Linked DNA regions of Capsicum annuum: region 2 is linked to region 1. A link is a contact called in public Hi-C data. All regions are on one chromosome and are shown on one strand. The core of a region is the stretch at or near the end of the contact, and the rest is flanking DNA. Distances in the headings are between cores, read along the strand shown.

Region 1 (3,735 bases), core at 706-3,205:
AGAATAAGGGTAGAAAAGTAACGGGAAGTCGTGTGTTGTAGTATTAATTAGAGTACGTGCAGTATCTTATTCTCCCATATTTTACCACTATCCATTTTCTTAACTAAAACTTAAATAAATACATAACTTATATTTTTAATATTACAAAAAAAATTTAACTTCCTAAATATATTACAAAAATTTCACATATACACAGAATGTTATGTATATGTCGATTATATTGTATATATTAATAGAGAGAGAATAAAGTAATTTAAAAAAAATAAAAGATAGTATAATTACTTTTAAAAAATTGATATTTATGTTATTTATATTTTTTTAAATTTATTCTGCTTATTTTGCCAATTTGTTATTTAATTTTGTTTTTTTACTATATATCTTGCTTTAATTATACTATTAACTTTGAGTAGAGGGATAATCAACAACTTTATCTCTACTAGTTGGCGGTTAAAGACCTACATCACATACTTTCAAATTTCATTTATGAAATTATAATAAATAGATTTTGTGGAATTATTACGAATAGTAAAATCAATAACATATTTAATATAATTTCACAAAGTGATGTTTAGAGAGAGTAAGGAATACGAAAACTTCTCTACCTAAAAGATGAGATAGAAATATTGTATCCTATATACCCCACTCGAAACAAAAATAATTTTAAAAAAACATAATATAAGCACAAAAGACAACAAATAGTAACAAAAATAATAGTTTGTATGTATTAGAATAGTACTATAATAAATAGTATTGTAATTAAACTATACGAAATAATAAATAATAGCTGATATCAAAGAACAAGATATTACAAGAGTACTTATATGCCTATTAGTAAGGACAACAAAATAGGATAATCCCACTTATTTGTATCTATACACTACAATATATTAACCTTTGACACTAGTTCATATCCTCCAAATATTTCTAAGTTTCTATTTTTGCTAAACTACACTTAAACATGTTCTACCTAATTATCTCTTTCAATACTTTTTCGATATTTTTTTACCTCTTCATCCAAGACCAATCTCTCCACATCTTTATACTGTGACATCATGCATCTTCTCATCTCGAATTATTTCAATCTTATTTTTTACACCGCATCTTTCTCTGATAACATCCTCTTTTTACCTCAATTATTTTCACTTTCAATCTCATCTCTCCTGCTAAATTCACACATTAATCATAATATTTTTATTTTCACCACTTTTATCAATCTTCTAAATATAAAAATTCTTAATTAATTAATATTTTACTGTATATAATATAACTGATCAAACTATCACTTATAAAATTTACATTTAAATTTAAATGACATCTTTTTATCACACAACTATTATATTATTATGAAGGGTGTAGTTAGTTATTCGGCCTAGTACTTGCATTAAACTCTTTTTACATAAACTACACAATATATTAACAATGTAAAGAAAATCAGATTCGCGTATAATATGTGGGGGCCACCACATCACCGCGTGAGTTGGCCACGTGATTTGGGAGGCGGACGATGTATCAACTAGACATTTTTTAATCACGTGACTCTACCGGATTTCACGGTCAGATTGCCACCTGTCCCGTAAAACTAACTTTTATTTTTTTAATTCATAATAATAATTATCCTGGGCTAACTTTTTATTCATAATCCCACAAATAAAGAAAAAAAAACAAAGAGTTTACAATATACATTATCCTAATCCTCCGACACTATATAATCATATTTAACTGATCCCTATAATGATACCTTAAGTAGAGAATGTCCACGCTACAGGGAAGCTTCTTGTTTACAATTAATTACTTTAATTATTTAATAATTTACATTTCAGGTTATTTTGGAAGAGTAAATTCTAAAACTAATGATTATGGAACTTCTAATCTTTCTGCGTTGTTCTCCCTTCTTTACATTAATATAATAATAATCGAATGAATATTAGTACTAATTAATTACTACTACAAGCTTTTACCTAGAATTAAAGACTAGAACTACACAAAAAGATATTTTATTGTTTCATCTCTGCTTTGAATTCATCAACCCACATGGTCCGGCTTTTTCTTAGATTCAGTGCATAGCAAAAATTTTAATATATCGTCGTGCATTCTTAGTTTCTATTTTCTGTCTGAAAAAACTTTATTTTCTGAAATCTTTGTGTTACTTTCTTAAATATAATTTATTTAGTTTAGTCTTAGAGGATATTTTTTAAAATTTTAGTATTCTTTGAATTATTCAAAAAAGGAGTTAAGCATGTATTATACATAGGACCTAGACCTACATAAAGAATCGTATTTGTTTCTTGAGAAACAATTCGAACTTTTTTTTTTTTTTTTTTTCAAAAGAAAGCAATTGACGTCGCTGTATTCATGAACCTTTGCAGTCTTTGCGTATTATTGGGAATCTTAACTTTTCTTTTAGACATAAATGTAATCCACAGCTCTATTAATTAATTTAATGAAATCACGTTACCTTAGCTTATTGTATTTCTCATTGACTAACTAAAGTCTTAATCAGTTGTTTTAAATAAACAAGTAGCTGGTAGATAATTAAGTTACTGTACTGTGCATGACTCACTTTTCTATAAGAGTGCTGGTGATTGTTGTTATATTTAAAAAAAGGAAAGTGCTAAATGATTATAATTTTTTGATCCAAATTTGACCATAATTGTGAAAAGACTTTTATAGCCTTGTTTAGATTTTACCATAAAAGGGCAAAAAAGTCTAAAAGTTAAGTATGAACGCAATTTTTTTTCATTATGACCAAATTGTGACAAAAAAATTGTGGCCAAAAAGATTTTTCCTAAAAAAAAAAAAAGGAGCAAACAAACGTTTACCTAGTTTATGAAATTTGCAGTTAGTACGAACAATTTGTTTTGGTACACACAATTTATGGCAACCCTTTTGCTTCATTGACTTGGAAAAAGTTTCATTTTGGTGTTGGACTCCTTAATTATATATATATCCATATTGTTCGTATATAGATGATTAAATTCTATCAAAGCTTAGTTTCAGTTTATTTATTTTACCAAATAATATTCAAATTAGATTAAAATTATAAAAAAAAAAACAGTAAAACTTGTACTGTCTGCCACAAATTATTGTTAAGATGGTTGGCTAACTTATTAAACTTTTGGACAAATCGTATTCAGCTACTAACTAATTTTGGGTAGAAGAGTTTCCTGCCTATATATTCATAATAAACACTTCTGCTTGGACCAATTGATTTTACACATATTTGAAATGTTATTGATGAATGGGTATTAATCATACAGGTAGTGGTTATCAAAACTGAGTACGAAAAGGACATGTCATTCATGCTCAAATCTTGAAATTTAATTAATTAAATACCTTATAGTAGTTTTATCGATCAATATAACAAGTTGTGAGTGTAGTCATTTTATGTCTAACTAAACCTATCTGATTCGAAATCATATCGCGTTGTTATTAATATCACAAAGGAGAAAAGGTTTCCCGTTCTGAAATTTAAATTCGAGATTTAATTCGATTAAGCAGAGATAACAACAGCTATCCAAACAAACATTAGTTGATGATATATTGGATAATCATCAAAAGGAAAAATATTTAATCTGATTAAAAATTTTTTAGTATCTACTAAAATTACTTTTGTTTTTATTATAATACATATAATACCCTCTCCGATTAAAAAAGAATGATTTTTTTTTTAATCTCTTTCAAAATAAATGACCTTTTTACTTTTTTAACAATACTTAAATTTCAACTTTACACATG
Region 2 (3,735 bases), core at 463-2,962, 38 kb after region 1:
AAGTTGTTACAGATTTTATGTAATTAAATAGACACAATCTTAAATTAAGTGTGTTAATTACTAAATTATAGGCTCTTTTACTGATTTTTTCCTTTTTTATCTCTAATTAATTAGTTAGTAATGTTTCATAAACTTATGTATATGAGATTAAATAATGTATCATATCCGAGATATCACGTAATTAATATAAAAGTTGGGAGAGAGAGTAATTAGGTAATAAAATATTGGGATTTATGTAAAATGCCCAATATTTTATGTAGTTTTTAAATATATAAATTTTATATCAAAAACCTTAAAACTTTCGGGTACGAATTCACGATTAAAGTTTGAAAATTTCAATTATGACATATAAATTAGAAGTAAAGAAGTATAATATATTTATAATGGAGAGGTGGTACCATCGAAGGTTATGATGCGATCGATGTAATCATTTTATTCTTAATTAGTAATCTCAATTTTGAAATGATAAAAGTTTTAAAAATTCTTTTTAATAGTTTGCATTCGATGTTTTTGAATAATTTGAGTCTTCAAAACGGACATCAAATATCGTTTAGAAAATAAAAAATAGAAACGGAGAGGTGCTGATTAGCCTTTGTCCAAGTTGCATGCTTTTGTTCTTGGTTCATAATATAAAATTAATTATTGTCAAAGATACACAAAATAATATTTTAAATTAATCTGTCAGATATTTACGTGTTCGAGAAATAGTGAAATAAAAAATTTATATCACAGCGTGTAGTTATATTTTTGAATCTGTTAATAAGTGGAATTTGATACTCATTCTGCCTCTTACTCAATAAATTATTTTTAACATTATGTTAGATGTGGAGGAGCCGTTTCTTTTCGAAATAATGGGACAGATTAATGCATCACTATTAGTTTAACCGGAACATGGAGTAGCTTTTCCTAATTACTATAATTTTTATAATATTATTAAAAGATTTAGTTGCTAAATAAACTAATACTATTACTCGGGATCGCCAAAAATATAAAAAAATCAAATTTTATACCACTAGCAGTGAACTGAATTCCATGACACCTTGATCCGACAGTCTAGTAAACGGTCATTAGGTTAGCCGAAATAGTTAATCCCACTATTAAATTTTAAAATTAATTTTTTTTATTAGAAGTATCACGGTTATAAAAGAATCGTATAATATACTATTTTGAATTCAATCAAATTCTAAATAGGTATCAATGTAGATTAAAAATAATTATTCTCTTCATCTTTTTTTTCTTGATCATGTTACTAAAAATATATTTTTAATAATCATTGTATAGTTTGAAAGACTAATAAATAATATTTTTCTTCTTTAAAATAAATGACTTACTTTTATTTTAGTTCGTTCATAAAAATAATCTTTTTTTAAATTAATATTTTAATTTCAACTTTAATATTTTTGATATTACATAATTAAAGAATATTTTGATACATTAGATATAATAATAATTTATGATATAAAATTTATTACTTTTAAAATTTCACACCAAGTTAAAATAAATAAATTTTTTTTAAAATGATGAAAATATAACCATTCTTTTATTCTTTCTATTAAATATAAACAAGTTTGATTGGACGGAGGGAATATGCTTAAAAGACCGTCAAACTATGAGCCAAACGCCGTTAATGCGCCGTAACGACGTTACGTGAGTGTGTTAACTTAACGGAGTGAAAACGAAAACGATGAACGCTGCCTTTAAAAGTTAAAGCTCCTCTCACCAAAGTCCCTCCCTCCCTCACAGAAAAAAAAAGAAAGTAGAGAGATATATTCAGATTTCTGTGATCTACGAGTCCCATTTTATTTTTCTGTATATTGAAGCAAAATTGAGGCGGCAATATATACTCATGTAAATTAGTGAATTGAGTTTTGGTTAGACAAGAGACGACGAGGGCCTACCAGCAATATCTTTCAAAAGTCACTGTTTGGATCACTTCCTTATTACGTTTGGGAAACTATTGTTTTCATTTCTTTCGGAGGAATTCCCATCTCAATTATGCATTATTCATCGACAATTCTCATCTAAAAGTACGTATCTATCTTCCTTCTGGATCTCTTTTGTTCTGTAAATTCTCTACTTTATTACGTATATTTTCAGCTGAATTATGATTAATTAGCCCGTTTCTTATACGAAACTTGTAATTTTCCAGGAAAGTGAAGAGAATTGGAGTGAATTTTATCGTGAAATAATCTACAAGTTCTTGAAGTTAGTTTTACAGAAGATTTTGCCAGTCTGCTGCTAATGCGCCTCCAATTTTCGTTGGAGGCGGATCTGTGCTACTATAAAGAGATTTGAATACAGAATTTTCGATATACGCAACATCTTAATTAGCAAAATTCAGTTGAATTCTGGTTTACAAAGAGATTAATCTGCGAAATTCAGTTGAATTCTGGTCTAATTACTTGATCTGGCGAACACACAATTTAAGCTTTTGGATGGAGCTGCCTCAGCCCAGACCTTTTGGAACAGAAGGTAACACTACTTTTAGCTTCACTTTTTTTGTATTGGATAATAACACTCCCTCCGTCTCCGTCTCCAATTTTCTTTGAAAAATAGTTTTACTAATTTATCGAAACTAATGATAGAAAATTTAGATTTATGTGTACGTGATTGTTGCAGGGAGGAAGACGACGCATGACTTTCTTTCACTGTATTCACCTATTCAACAAGATCCAACACCTCCCCAAGGTAAGATTTTTCGCGCATGCAGGATACTTATTTCTTTTTGGATAAAAGATAATTATCATATTTTGTTTAGGTTTATTATTTTTAACGGAGATAAAAGGTTTTTTTTTTTTTGTCTTTCTGTTTTACTTGTGAGATTTATTTTTTTTCCAACAAAAGGTGTGTTTGGGGTGCATGTGTTGTTGTCATTGATTTTGGAGAAGATGCAGCCCTTTATTTTTAAAAGATTCTTAAATGAGAAATTATTTAATATTCTATCATTTATATTATGCACTTAACTTGAGAGTTATTAGATTATATCTTAGTTATTTATACACGTTATTAGTAGTGGATTTTAGTTAATTGTTTTTTTGGTTATAAGTGCGCAAACTGTGAGCTAATTTTTTTTGTTAGTTTATCCATAAATGCTCAACATAGAAAATTACATCTCATCGGATTTAGGAGATCTGATCATTGTCTGAACGTAAGCCGCCCTCACGTTTTGTCATAGATTTTAATTTGTGATTAGAGATGTATTTAAATTGAAAAAAAAAATTAAAGTTTTATGAGTAGAAGCTTCAATTATTATCAAAAACTGATTCTCTTAAAAATATACGATGATTAAAGTTTGGAAATTGGATCAAATTTTATGATCGTACGAATATTTAAAGATAATTTTTTTAATATATACTTAGCAAAATTTATGGTCAAACATTAGTTTCTTGTTTTCATGTTTTTAAATTTTGATCTTGGGATCCTCTTATCTTCATTTTCTTTTTTCGGGTGGGGGAGACCAAGAAGGCTATGGTAAGGACAAACCTTCCACATGTAAGATGCAAAAGTTTTGGTTGGCTTCTCATCTTCTCTCTTTAAAGAAGAATTAAAAAAAGAAAGTCCGTGTCTTTTGTTTTATATTTTAAGTAAAAAAAATCATGGGGATCTGGAAACAGTAGCTATAAATATGTTATGATGTAAAGTATGGTTGGGATAGAAGGGGGAAAAACAGTAATACCCACGAGTGTTGCAATAAATGCACCCGTGACCCTTAACGCTGATTGCTGAATGTGTATG

What was found. Hi-C and Micro-C count contacts between places; a contact is called where the count stands out from the background.
Region 2: a contact with region 1 is called in a Hi-C map of leaf, with 5 times the contacts expected there. The contact joins the promoter of LOC107862352 here to the enhancer-like site in region 1. A contact is called at or near these places in 5 of 5 Hi-C or Micro-C datasets (bud, leaf, pericarp and 1 more).

Annotation. Positions count from the first base shown.
Region 1 is chr3:251,601,191-251,604,925 of UCD10Xv1.1, forward strand. No RefSeq gene overlaps it. Among protein-coding and RNA genes, the nearest start is that of LOC107862353, 19 kb to the left of the region's middle. Within about 2 kb of position 1,956, at least 3 of the 5 cell types and tissues checked have an H3K27ac peak or open chromatin away from gene starts, as enhancers often do. A contact at or near this core is called in leaf and pericarp, where this site is marked.
Region 2 is chr3:251,639,884-251,643,618 of UCD10Xv1.1, forward strand. It overlaps LOC107862352 (transcription factor BIM1), which reads left to right and starts at 1,713. Exons shown (of 12, transcript XM_016707907.2): 1 at 1,713-2,027; 2 at 2,150-2,472; 3 at 2,620-2,688. The coding sequence starts at 2,436.